4 separate regions of the Sus scrofa genome follow, and all the other regions are linked to region 2. The links are chromatin contacts, called in public Hi-C and targeted proximity ligation maps. All regions are on one chromosome and are shown on one strand. The core of a region is the stretch at or near the end of the contact, and the rest is flanking DNA. Distances in the headings are between cores, read along the strand shown. Region 1 overlaps HK2 (hexokinase 2). Region 2 has its middle 43 kb from the start of SEMA4F. Region 3 overlaps HK2 (hexokinase 2). Region 4 overlaps HK2 (hexokinase 2).

The links. A called contact is a pair of places that touch in the nucleus more often than the background predicts.
Region 1: a targeted proximity ligation map of alveolar macrophages shows a contact between it and region 2. A contact is called at or near these places in 1 of 5 promoter capture datasets (liver), 21 of 47 Hi-C or Micro-C datasets (adipose tissue, alveolar macrophages, blood and 12 more) and 2 of 2 datasets of targeted methods (alveolar macrophages and skeletal muscle).
Region 3: a targeted proximity ligation map of alveolar macrophages shows a contact between it and region 2. A contact is called at or near these places in 4 of 47 Hi-C or Micro-C datasets (embryonic fibroblasts, psoas muscle and skeletal muscle) and 1 of 2 datasets of targeted methods (alveolar macrophages).
Region 4: a Hi-C map of skeletal muscle shows a contact between it and region 2, with 6 times the contacts expected there. A contact is called at or near these places in 2 of 47 Hi-C or Micro-C datasets (psoas muscle and skeletal muscle) and 2 of 2 datasets of targeted methods (alveolar macrophages and skeletal muscle).

Annotation. Positions count from the first base shown.
Region 1 is chr3:68,172,621-68,176,168 of Sscrofa11.1, forward strand. It overlaps HK2 (hexokinase 2), which reads right to left. Exons shown (of 18, transcript NM_001122987.1): 8 at 770-925. Among named protein-coding and RNA genes, the nearest start is that of HK2, 57 kb to the right of the region's middle.
Region 2 is chr3:68,359,927-68,363,172 of Sscrofa11.1, forward strand. No RefSeq gene overlaps it. Among named protein-coding and RNA genes, the nearest start is that of SEMA4F, 43 kb to the right of the region's middle.
Region 3 is chr3:68,211,524-68,214,732 of Sscrofa11.1, forward strand. The region is part of intron 1 of HK2 (hexokinase 2); the gene reads right to left. Among named protein-coding and RNA genes, the nearest start is that of HK2, 18 kb to the right of the region's middle.
Region 4 is chr3:68,193,816-68,197,059 of Sscrofa11.1, forward strand. All of the region lies in intron 2 of HK2 (hexokinase 2), which reads right to left. Among named protein-coding and RNA genes, the nearest start is that of HK2, 36 kb to the right of the region's middle.

The DNA of each region.
Region 1 (3,548 bases), core at 936-3,435, 190 kb before region 2:
TCTGATGTTGCCGTGAACTGTGGTGTAGGTCACAGACATGGCTCAGATCTTGCATTGCTGTGGCTGTGGTGTAGGCTGACAGCTGTAGCTCTGATTTGACCCCTAGCTTGGGAACCTCCATGTGCCACAGGTGCAGCCCTAAAAAGTTACAAAAAACAAACAAATAAAAAAACCCCAAAACAGGTAACCAGGCCCAACTCTTTGGATATTGCTAACTGAAAAAGAAAAATCAGGCCGTCCTCACTCCCACCCCTGCTGCTCTGTGAAAATTCAGGCCTCAGCTCCTAACTTTCAGAACTTAAATGGGTCAGTCTCAGAGCCATCCAAGGACCTATTTTTCTGTTATGAGGCAGGGGTCAGGACAGAGCCCTTTTTGAAAATTGCCAAAAGGGAATCAAACATCAGTGCTTCAGGAGAATGGAGAGGGAATCGATGCAAACAAGTCATTAAGGAGCCCACGGGGAGCCTCCAGCAATAAGCTGAGGCCCATGTGCCCGGCAGGAACGCAAGTGCAAAAGTGCAAATCCCTGCATGGGGGCCAGTGGTCCCCAACACGGCAGGTCACTTGGGTAGGCAGCACATTCCCAGCAGCCAAGAGTGGAGACTCCCTGGCAAGTGAAGTCCAGCCACAGGCTGCCATGGCCATGCTGGGTGAGATCCTTTTGCCATCCACATTTGAAGGGTCAAGGGCCTGTGCCTCGTCTTCATTCCCCAGCTGCCTGACCACCCTTCCAGGGATCCAGGGAACAGAGAGAGACCCGAAGCTTACCCTTCAATATCCGAAACATCTTTGGTCTCAAAGTGGCCCGTGGCAAGGAGTTCAGGACTGAGCTTCCCCCCGAAAAGCAGCTCCTCCTTGGCCATCTTCACCAGGATCAACCTCACCAGCTCCCCCATGTACAAGCCACTGATCATCTTCTCAAATCTGGAGGGAGAGACACACCAACAAAATAAAGTCCCTGCTGCCGCTGACCTCACACCTTCCTTGTGGGAGCAACACGCATACACGTGAGGCTGATGCAGGACAAAGCACTAACTTGCATGGTGCCTACTAGGAGCGAGATGCCTATAGAAGTGAGAGCTGGGCAGGGGTGGGGCTGGAGGAGCCAGGAACCCAGGCTGGCTCTGCAGGTGGGTGAACATGGAGAAGGATGGGTTTTTTGGATTTTTTTTTTTAAATTTTTTAGGGCCACACTTGCAGCACATGGAAGTTCCCAGGCTGGGGGTCAAATTAGAGCTGCAGCTGCTGGCCTATGTCACAGCAACACCAGATCCCAGCCACATCTGTGACCTACACCAGAGCTCATGGCAATGCCAGATCCTTCACCCACTGATAAAGGACAGGGGTCAAATCCATATCCTCATGGGAACTAGTCAGGTTCTTAACCTGCTGAGCCAGAGCGGGAATTCCAAGAAGGATGGATTTTTAGCAGCCAAACCAAATATCCAGGGAGTGTGGGGCATCCTGGAACAGCCTAAATTTGAGGTAAACTGAGTAATGTATAAGGTAGTGATTTTTAATAAATTTTTAATGAATTTTTTTTCCTCTAGCAAGAAAATGCTCCTTAAAATAAAATCTTATATAGAACCTCAATATTTATGTACTAACGGGGGGGGGGGGGTGCATACAGGTAATCAGTCTGATTAAATTTGAGGCATAGGCCCAGCAACTCATCACCTCACACACCTCGTGGGCCATTTGTGGATTTTTTTTTTTTTTTTTTTTTTGTCTTTTTGCCATTTTTTGGGCTGCTCCTGCGGCATATGGAGGTTCCCAGGCAAGGGGTCGAATCGGAGCTGTAGCCACAGCAACTTGGGATCCTAGCTGCGTCTGCAACCCACATCACAGCTCATGGCAATGCCGGATCCTTAGCCCACTGAGCAAGGCCAGGGATTGAACCCGCAACCTCACGGTTCCTAGTTGGATTCGTTAACCACTGTGACACGACGGGAACTCCGGTTTGTGGATTCTTGAGAAAACTGTAAAAACGACCCTGGGCAGGAAGATGGGGGCGCGAGGAGAATTGAAGGGCAGGCTGAGACCAATAAGAAGCAGCTCTAGGCATCAGGTGGTCTTGGGAATCTGGGAGGGAGAAGTCAGAAGCTTCTGAGCAGGCAGGAGACTACATCGCCGAGGGCAGGCAGGTAATTTATTTTTTCAACACTAGGTGACACTGTTTTCTTTAGAAGACAGTCTTTCTCCCTCAGATTATGTGATGGGAGAAACCGAGCCCTTACAATTCCTTCCAGCCCAAAAGGCCCTTGTCTGGGTATCCGGGAAAAGATCTGGGTCCTAGAGAGAGGAGCAGGGGTGTGGAAGGGATTCTGATGCCACTCAGTGCAAACTATAAGAGAGGAAGCTGGAAGTGACCTGCTCAAGACTCAAGGCCAGGTATGGCTGAACGGGAGCTAATAAGAGGTATGGTGGAACTGGAGCTCAGTGGAGAGCTGGCAAAACTGCTTGAGCAGAGGTATGTTTAAAATGTTTAAGCACCATCACAGGCCCACGGCCTAAGAGGCAGCCCAGCTCCAACAGCAAGGAATTCCCATGTCTGCTGGCTTCTGTACCTTCTCCAAAATAGCTGGTTCTGTGTGAGAAAGGGGAAGGGGCCAGCAGGGCTCTGGAGTGTAGGTGGTAAAAGTTGTTTTTTTTGTTTTTTTGGTCTTTTTGCCATTTCTAGGGCCGCTCCTGTGGCATATGGAGGTTCCCAGGCTAGGGGTCCAATTGGAGCTGCAGCCGCTGGCCTACGCCATAGCCACAGCAATGCGGGATCCAAGCCGCGTCTGTGACCTACACCACAGCTCAGGGCAACACCGGATCCTTAATTCACTGAGCAAGGGCAGGGATCGAACCTGCAACCTCATGGTTCCTAGTCGGATTTGTTAACCACGGCACCATGACGGGAACTCTGGTAAAAGTTTTTATTTCAGTTTTTCAATACACTTTGTTTCACTGTTCAGAAATATTTATGTAGAAACACATAAAGAGTGAAAAAAGGTTCCCACTCAAGCCCAATAATAACTGCAGGGAGAGCGGACACATCGGGATATATGTCCTTCCAACAAATTTTTTTTTAAGTAGTTTTGGGGTCTATAAATTTCTCACCAAGCCATGGCAGACACAGCACGTATTCTATGAACGTGACAATTAAAGGACTCACATTTCAATGTGTGAGAGAAGCTTGTGACTTTAACTATGCTTTGAGGAAGCGAGGACTTCCCCTGTAAAGAAAAAGGCTCTTTTTATGGAGCTGGTTTATAGGCTGGATTTTCCTCTCCAAGCGAGGATCAGCACCAGAAGACTTCCTATAATGGTCACAGCACCAGCGAGGCCAGAGAGAGCCTGATTGCTCAAAATGTTTTGTAACTGCCTTCAGAGCTTGCAGCAACCTCTGTCTCAAGATCTTGAATGAGGACATTAGGCAAATGTCTGCGAGTGAAATAATGTTTTGTAAGAGTCCAAAGTAACCAAATACCAAGTCTGACCAAGCTGGAGAGTGTAACATTCAAGATGCCGCATGCTAGAGCCCCTTCTCTCTCTGTTCACT
Region 2 (3,246 bases), core at 660-3,159:
GTCACTAATGGGAGGGCTGAGAGGGTGAAAGGAAAACTTGCTTCACTATTTCCCAGCTGAATGCCACTTCCTTCATGAGACTTTTCCAGATGGCTCCTGCCAACAAATCCTTGGGCTTCATCCCTGCCCTGCTCTCCAGCTACTCTGACCTTGGAGAACTTTTTGCTTGTCTCCATTAGTCATTTACAGAATGCCTTATTTATTTCACCATCGATTGACCTGTGAATGCCATCTTATCTCCTTAACTAGATTGTACATTTCTGGAAGGCTTGAACTAAATTTTAAGATATTTTGATATCTTCCCCAGCTCAAAACATGATGTCACATGCCTTTCCTGATCGCCCTATTTAAAACTCCAAAACTTTCACCCCCCCTTTCATCCTGTAATATAATGTTTATTTAATATCTGACCCCGGGAGTTCCTGTCGTGGCTCAGAGGTTGACGAACCCGACTAGTATCCATGAGGGTGTGGGTTCGATCCCTGGCCTCGCTCAGTGGGTTAAGGATCCAGCCTTGCCATGAGCTGTGATGTAGGTCACAGACGCCGCTCGGATCTGGCATTGCTGTGGCTGTGACGTAGGCCAGCAACTGCAGCTCCAATTGGACCCTAGCCTAGGAAACTCCACATGCCAATGCCAGAGGTGCAGCCCTAAAAAGATATAGGTAGATAGATAGATAGATAGATAGATAGATAGATAGATAGATAAAAATCTGACCCCTGTTAGAAGGTTAGCTCCACAAAGACAGGGATTTCTGTTTGCTTTGTTCAATGATTATTTTTCCCTTAGCGTTTACAACAGTGCCTGACACATAGTGAGCATTCAATAAATGCATGTTGAATTAATAGATGAAAAAAGGGATGAATAATGCAAAAAATGAAGTGAAGCACCAATACTTATGGGCAGATGGTCTTTTTCCGTTTCAGTTCTTGAATGAATATTTTATGTGTTGCTCTTTATGAATTTCAAGAGAATTTCTTTAGACTCTCCAATAAATTTCATTTCTTTCTAACTCAGGTAACCTTAAGATAAAGGATAACCACCAGGGGAGTTCCCATTGTGGCTCAGCAGCTTAAGAACCTGATGCTGTCTCTGCGAGGATGAGGACTGGATCCCTGTCCACACTCAATGGATTAAGGATCCAGCATTGCCTCAAGCTGCAGCATAGATTGCAGATGCAGCTTGGATCTCATGTTGCGTGGTTGTGGTGTAGGCTGGCAGCTGCAGTTCCAATTCAGCTCCTAGCCTGGGACTTCCATATGCCATAGGTATGTCGGTAAAAAGGGGAAAAAAAGAAAAAAGGAGTTTCTTCTCTCTTGAACCTGAAGCCTAGAGCCCACTCTCTGCTCCCTCTGCATGACCTGCATCTGCTCAGCAGGAGACAGCCCCCGCTCAAAATGCCCCAACTCAGAGTCCCTTCATGGCACAACAGAAATGAATCCAACTAGGAACCATAAGGATGCGGGTTCGATTCCTGGGCTCGCTCAGTGGGTTAAGGATCTGGCATTGCCTTGACCTGTGGTGTAGTTTGCAGACTCAGCTCGGATCCCCCGTCACTGTGGCTGTGGTGCAGGCCAGCAGCTGTAGCTCTGATTTGACCCCTAGCCTGGGAATCTCCATATGCTCCGGGTGCGGCCCTTAAAAAAAATAATGCCCCAACTAAAACTGAACTCAGGCTTCCATCTGAGTCCCAGCCTGGCAGGAGCAGGCAGTAAGAAGGTGATCTCTCACCCACGTGTGCGTCAGTTTCTTCATCTGTTGAGTGGAAATCATACTAACTCCTCACATCCCACAAGTTCACTTTGAGGATAAAATTAGAATTGCCCACCTGATTGCCCAACATCCGAGGCTATTCTGGGCAGAAGCCTCTCAAAGGAAGTGCAGAGAAGAGCTAATCTGGGGCAGGAGACGCTGACACTCAAGACTACATGTTACAAACTGACTGTGCCAAGGTTCCGTGTCTGAGCTGGTTCCCCATGTGGCCCGTCCTGCCTCGGGACTCGTGCCCTGCAATCAATGTCAACCAGCACTTAACTTACTCCAAAGATGAAACAAAATTAGTTCAACCAGAATATAACCTGAGAAGACAGATCTCTAGCAAGGACTGACTCTGGCTGTGGGGTAATAGACACACTTCTGCTTTGCTCCAGGCCCCGTGGAAGGCAATTTGGCCATATCTATCAAAATAGATATAGTATACAGGCAGTGATCCTTTGACCTCATAAACCCAATTCCGGGAATTTATCTGATGGATTTCTACAAGATGACACATGTACAAGAATATTTATGGGAGCACAGGTTGTGAAAGTAAACGATTAGGCATCACCCAAGGGAAAACAAATAGGGACCAGGTAAATAGGCTATGATACCTCTTTACAGCGCAGTCATCTTAAACAAGGAAGGTGTCTATGCATCGATGTGGTACACGTCTCCTTGATACATTGTGTTAGAAAGAGTGGGAATTAAGAATGCATTTGGATATTTTTATTTGTTTGGTTTGTTTTTGTTTTTTGTTTTTTGTCTTTTTGGCTTTTCTAGGGCTGCTCCTGCGGCATATGGAGGTTCCCAGGCTAGGGGTCTACTCAGAGCTGTAGCCACCAGCCTACGCCACTGCCTCAGCAACGTGGGATCTGAGCCGCATCTGCAACCTACACCACAGCTCACAGCAACGCTAGATCTTTAACCCACTGAGCAAGGCCAGGGATCAAACCTGCAACCTCATGGTTCCTAGTCGGATTCATTAACCACTGAGCCATGATGGGAAATTTTTAGATTTGCTCGTATTTTCACGAAGAGACACTAGAAGGATATAGGAGAAATTAATAAAAAGGTGGGAGGGAGGCTTTTCAATGTACATCTTTTTATACTGTTTGTATTTCTAAATCATGCGGATATTTTACCTTTGCAAAACAGAAATTAATAAAGGAAAAGAAAACACCCCCTAGAATGCATTCCAAAAGGACAAAGAGTACTAGACTGAGTAGCAGAAAGTCCGATTTGATTCTGGCTGGGCCTCGGCCGGCCTGAATTTCCTTGGCTGAAAGACGAGAGGGCACGGCCCTGTCTGCTCTCAGTCCTCCCAGCCCCCCTCTTCTATAAATACGATCCTTTCCCGGATGGTGCCCTATTTTACATGATTGCTACATTCTCAGCCCTTTCGCTGTACAGACAATTGCAAGTTAACTGGGCAGGATTACAATCCAGAGAATTCCCAAACTGACAATCCATATTTGGCTACTTTGCATT
Region 3 (3,209 bases), core at 283-2,782, 150 kb before region 2:
GAGGCCCACCCCACCTTGGCCAGCACTGCTGTGTTAGCTGAAGGGTAGCCAAGGGAAGCAGAAGTCAGAAATAGGAAGCAGCCTCTGTACAAAGACCTTTTCCCTGCACTGGGAAGGGAGCAAAGGGACTTGGTAGAGTCCTGCCACAGTGCAGCCAGAGCGAGGAAGGAGCACAAGGCCCAAAGTCTTGGGAGAACATCATTTAGGAGATACCAAATGTACACAGGCCTTTGGCATAATGAGAGTTCGAAATCCCATTGAACACAGGCAGCATCTGAGTTTGTCTAGTTTGGCCTTCTCACTCCAATGGCCATCGGGCCTAGGTTTTTGTTTTGTTGGGGTTTTGTTTGTTTGTTTGTTTTTTGGTCTTCTTCATCTTTTCTAGGGCCACACTCATGGCACATGGAGGTTCCAAGGCTAGGAGTCTAATTGGAGCTGTAGCCACTGGCCTACGCCACAGCCACAGCAATGCCAGATCCAAGCCACATCTGCGACCTACACCACAGCTCACGGCAACGCCAGATCCTTAACCCACAGAGCGAGGCCAGGGATGGAACCTGCATCCTCATGGATGCTAGTCAGATTCATTAACCATAGCACCATGACAGGAACTCCAGGCGTAGGTTTTTGAATGCTTCCAAGCATGATAGGTTCCTTACTTCTCTAAGTTGGTTAGCTTCTACTGTTGGTCAGCTCTGGTTGTTAGAAAGCTCTTCCTCAATTTCAGATAAACCTGCTTTCTGATCACTTCTGTCTAGCCTCCGTTCTGCCACTTGGAATAAGAGTTCTTGAACTTGGCTGCACATTAGAATGACACATGGAGAATTCCTGAAACCGTGGAGTCTGTCTGGGTGCTCCAGCCATCTTCCTCACTCCTTGGGCCGGTCTCTGGCATCCAATAATGTGATAACGATGGGCTGTGCTCTGGGCAACTGTTTAAGGTCATTTTTACCACTTTCTCCCTGGAGCCTTTGCAAGCCATGACTTAAGACATTAGTCTAAGTGTGAAATAATCCTGTGTGGATCCTGGATGCTGGGAGTTGGGAAGTCAAACCCTGGGCTTGTTGGAAACAGATTTCAGTGGTTGGATTATCAAAGCAGAATCATTCAGGCCAAGCCTGCTTTCCTAGCTGGTAGTGGTAAAGTGTGTGCTGTGACATTAGAAAAACCAGTGCTCAGGAGTTCCCGTCATGGAGCAGTGGAAAAGCATCCAACTAGGAACCATGCGGTTGCGGGTTCGATCCCTGGCCTTGATCAGTGGGTTAAGGATCTGGCATTGCCGTGAGCTGTGGTGTAGGTTGCAGGCAGGGCTTGGATCCTGCGTTGCTGTGGCTGTGGTGTAGGCCAGCAGCTGTAGCTCAGATTAGACCCCTATCCTGGGAACCTCCATATGCCACGGGTGCGGCCTAAGAAAAAAGACAAAAAAAAAAAAAGAAAAGAAAAAACAGATCCTGGCTCTAGCCCCTTGACAGGTCTGTAACACTGGATGAGTCACTCCTGTCTGAGGCCCAGCTTCCTCCCTATAAAATTGGGAGGGCAGGGCTTACAACAGAGTCATCAGCATAAATGAGGCAATGAATGTAAAGCCGTCTGTCTGTCTCTTTCTACCCCTTTTCCTGTTTTTTCTCACAGATTCCTCTCTGCCAAGTGGCACCCTCAGGGGATCAAGGACCCTTCTCAACCCTACATAGTCACGTTCAGGGTTCACAAAACCAGAACCGTGTCCCCCCAACGTGCCTTTTCTTCCTGTGGTGGGCTGTGTCCCAGTACCCTGGACTACTTTCTCTTTAAATCTCTATCCAAAATAAAGAAGGGGGAGTTCCCGTCGTGGCGCAGTGGTTAACGAATCCGACTAGGAACCATGAGGTTGCGGGTTCAGTCCCTGCCCTTGCTCAGTGGCTTAACGATCCGGCGTTGCCGTGAGCTGTGGTGTAGGTTGCAGACGCGGATCGGATCCCGCGTTGCTGTGGCTCTGGCGTAGGCTGGCAGCTACAGCTCCGATTGGACCCCTAGCCTGGGAACCTCCATATGCCGCGGGAGCGGCCCAAGAAATAGCAAAAAAAAAAAAAAAAACAAAAAAAACAAAAAACAAAATAAAGAAGGAAAGGAGGGCACATTCCAGGCTGGGGACACAGAGGTAGGCCAGAAGCAGAGCCTGGCTCAGGTGAGAGAAGTCCACCTGCGTACCCAGAGGCCAGGGTGTGCAGGAAAGAGAGAAGGACAGTCGTTTTAGACACATCTATTTAGCCATCTTGCAAGGACTAGAATTCCTCATTGGGCCATTTTGGTCAATGTCTTCCTTCCCCTGGCACGCCAGTCCTCGCTTGCCTCGTCTACAGAATTGTGGCAGAGGTAGGAGAAGTTCTACAGAGAAATCGAAAACAGGCAGGACGCCGGGGGGCCTTCCCAGGTACAAAAGCCTTTCTGTGTCTCCCGTCCATGTTTGCAAGAAGAAAAGGCTTCAGCCCCTTAGTCCTTCCAGAGTTCTAAAGAGCTGATTCGAGCAGAGCAGGTACTACTTAGGGAAGGGAGGGGATGAAGAAACAAAGGGAAGGCAGTCAAGAAACAATAGTGCAGCGGAGTTCCCAGTGGAACTCCGACTAGGAGTTAACGAATCCGACTAGGAACCATGAGGTTGCGGGTTCGATCCCTGGCCTTGTTCAGCGGGTTAGGGATCCGGCGTTGCCATGAGCTGTGGTGTAGGTCGCAGACGCGGCTCGGATCCCATGTTGCTGTGGCTCTGGTGTAGGCCAGCTGCTACAGCTCCAATTAGACCCCTAGCCTGGGTACCTCCATGTGCCGCGGGTACAGCCCTAGAAATGGCAAAAAGACAAAAGAAAAAAAAAAAAAAGCAAACAAACAATAATGTAGCGATAAAGTAGGGTCCTGGCTTCCTCTCAAGGAAATGTATGTAACAATATCTTTGAGTTCTTCTGCAAGAACTCAGGCCCCACCCAGGGGGAGAATGGTGACTTCAGGAGGCTGAGCACAAGATTCCTGGAGCACCACCCTGTGACCTCATCACCAACCAATCAGAAGTCATACCCTGCAGCCCTCACCCCAAATGTTGCCTGTAAAAACTCTTCCCCAAACCGCTGGGTCTTTTGAGCTCAAGCTACCCACTCTCCTTGCATGGCCCTTGCAAAAATGTTTCTCGGCTCCAAAGTCCAAAGCTTCAGCCTCACTCTGTGTGTCAGGTACACCAACTG
Region 4 (3,244 bases), core at 491-2,990, 170 kb before region 2:
TGGGGCTTACTGAAAGTTTTTCGATGCAGGCTTTTTGGTAGGCACAAATTGGCGCCATCTCACCCAGTTATACCAAACCTCTGTTCCCAACTTACTGGACACTCTCCAAGCCCTCTCCGATGAAGATCCTCCTAATTAAGATCATCCCCCTCCAAATGACTTTGGATGGAGTTCCCATCGTGGCTCAGCGGAAACGAATCTGACAAGCATTCATGAGGACCCAGGTTCAATCCCTGGCCTGGCCTCCCTCAGTGGGTTAAGGATCCAGCATTCCTGTGAGCTGTGGTGTAGGTCGCAGATGCGGCCAGGGCCTGGCATTGCTGTGGCTGTGGTGTAGACCAGTGGCCACAGCTCTGATTCGACCCCTAGACTGGGAACCTCCACATGCCTCAGATGGGGCCCTGAAAAGACAAAAAAGAAAAAAAAATTTTTTAATTAAAAAAAGATGTGTTCCCGTCATGGTGCAACAAAAGTGAATCCGACTAGGAACCATGAGGATGCAGGTTCGATCCCTGGCCTTGCTCAGGGGGTTAAGGATCCAGCGTTGCTGTGAGCTGTGGTGTAGGTTGCAGATGCGGCTTGGATCTAGCATTGCTGTGGCTATGGCAAAGGCCGGCAGCTATAGCTCTGAGTAGGCCCCTAGCCTGGGAATCTCCATATGCCTTGAGTGCGGCCCTTAAAAAAAAATAACAATTTGAAAAAAAAGAACAACCCCCTCCAAAAACTGACAAAAGAAGAGGTAACAAGCTTCCACTAAAAGAAAACAAGGGTGTTCCGGTCATGGCGCAGTGAAAACAAATCCAACTAGGAACCATGAGTTTCGATCCCTGGCCTTGCTTAGTGGGTTAAGGATTTGGCATTGCCGTGAGCTGTGGTGTAGGTGGCAGGTGAGGCTCCAATCCTATGTGGCATAGGCTGGCAGCTGTAGCTCCGATTCAATCCCTAGCCTGGGAACCTCCCTATGCCAAGGGTGCGGCCCTAAGAAACGAAAAGGAAAAGAAAATACTTACAGTCGAGAGGAACTGGGAATGGGAACATTAGGTCTCACCACCCTCCACCAAATTGCCCAACAGTTAAGACTCGAGCTGTTGTTTGCTGACTCATTTTGCATCCTGGACTACATTTCTGCCCACTTTCAGTGAGGCTCTTATCAAATACATAAGGTCAGCAAGATAAAGGAGTTTCAATTTCTCCTGGGAACTCACCTGTCCCAGGGAAAAGGCTGAAGAGACGAAAATGGCCTCTAAGAGTTCCCATTGTGGCACAGCAGAAACGAATCTAAGTAGGAACCATGAGGTTGCGGGTTCAATCCCTGGCCTTGCTCCGTGGGTTAAGGATCTGGCATTGCCGTGCTCTGTGGTATAGGTCGCAGACGTGGCTCGGATCTGGCGTTGCTGTGGCTGTGGTGTAGGCCGGCAGCTACAGCTCCGATTCCACCCCTAGCCTGGGAACCTCCATATGCCGCTGGTACAGCCCTCAAAGGACAAAAAGACAAAATAAATAAATTAATTAAATAAAATGGCCTCTAAGTAACCATCTGAATGTGATAGTCACTGTCATCTCAGTTGAGGGGACACTAGTAATGTATGTGAGCAGGCCACATCCCCAGCGTTGTTCAAATCACACGTTCACAATGTCCACGCATTTGGTGAGGGGTGAGGGGCAAGGGCCAGCTGAATTTTCCAACAGTCTATTTTCGATCACTAGGTCCTTGCCACTAATTAAAATAGACCGCCACCTGTTCCTCCCATCAGGAGCTCGGAGCCGTGTGCCAACTACTGCATTGAGTGACCTGCGAACAGAGCAGGTCTGGGTTTGTTCTGGATTTTTAAGCAGAGGTGCCCTTTTATCAAAGGCAGCTGTGTTCAGAAGTGGCAGTGTCCTGCCTGGTCTCACCCCAGGGCTTCTTCAGGTGATTAAATGGGCTTCTTCAGAAGGACCTCCAGAAGATTCCCTTTAATTGAGTAGATTTTTTTTTTTTTTTAGGTCTTTTTTGCCATTTCGAGGGCCGCTCCCGCAGCATATGGAGGTTCCCAGGCTAGGGGTCGAATCAGAACTGTAGCTGCCAGCCTATGCCAGAGCTACAGCAAAGCAGGATCCAAGCCGCGTCTGTGACCTACACCACAGCTCATGGCAACACTGGATCCTTAACCCACTAAGCAAGGCCAGGGATCAAACCTGCAACCTCATGGTTCCTAGTCAGATTCGTTAACCACGGAGCCACAACGGGAACTCCTAATTGAGTAGATTTGATGCAGCATTCCTAGAGTTCTCGGGATCCTTGAAAGTGGCAAAGTCTGCCCTTACCCTAGGCTTAGCCTCACTGCCCACATCCTCACTTCCAATTTTATTTCTTTTCCTTACTCTTAATTGTCTTGTATATGGCATTCAGCATAAAAGATTCCAATCTGTTTAAAGTTGGGAGTGGGGCCCACCACTTTAAAAATATTTTTTAGGAGTTCCAGTGGTGGCTCAGCAGGTTAAGAACCCAACTAGTATCCATGAGGATGCAAGTTTGATCCCTGGCCTCGCTCAGTGGGTTAAAGATCTGGCATTGCCGTGAGCTGTGACGCAGGTCACAGACGCAGCTCAGATCCTGTGTTGCTGTCGCCATGGCTGTGGTGTAGGCCCGCAGCTACAGCTCCAATTCAACCCCTAGCCTGGGAACTTCCACATGCTGCAGGTGCAGCCCTAAAAAGCAAAAAAAAAAAAAAAAAAGTTTTTTAAATCACTGTCGAGTGTCAAATGCTGAATCTATTCTAGGACCTACCAATGATACACTTGCGATTAGTTATTCCAACACTAAGCTTTGAACACAGTCACTAAAATCCACTTAGCCACCCAGTGTGGTTTGCAACCTCGTCCCTGCTTGGATGGGGGATGGGAGAGGTAGGTACACTGTAGCAGGTACCATGACCAGAGTGTTACAGAAGGAGTCATTATTTCTGCTCTGAAAAAGGAGGCTTCTTGAGATGCAACACAGGGCAAGCAGGGCTTAGTGGCTGGAGTTGCCAGACAGAGAAAAGGGGACACATATAGAGGTGTGGCAGTTCATGGCATGCTCAGGGAACAGCATGTCAACAGGGTCTGCAACACAGGGCTCTCATGGCACGGCTACAAGCACACAGCCAATGCCCATGCCAAAGACTTTGGTTTTTAAGCAGAAGGTCAGATTTTCAAACAGGCTCCAGTGGCATTGAGGATACGGGTCTAGAGCTGGAAGGCTGGTGAGGGGTCTCTGTAA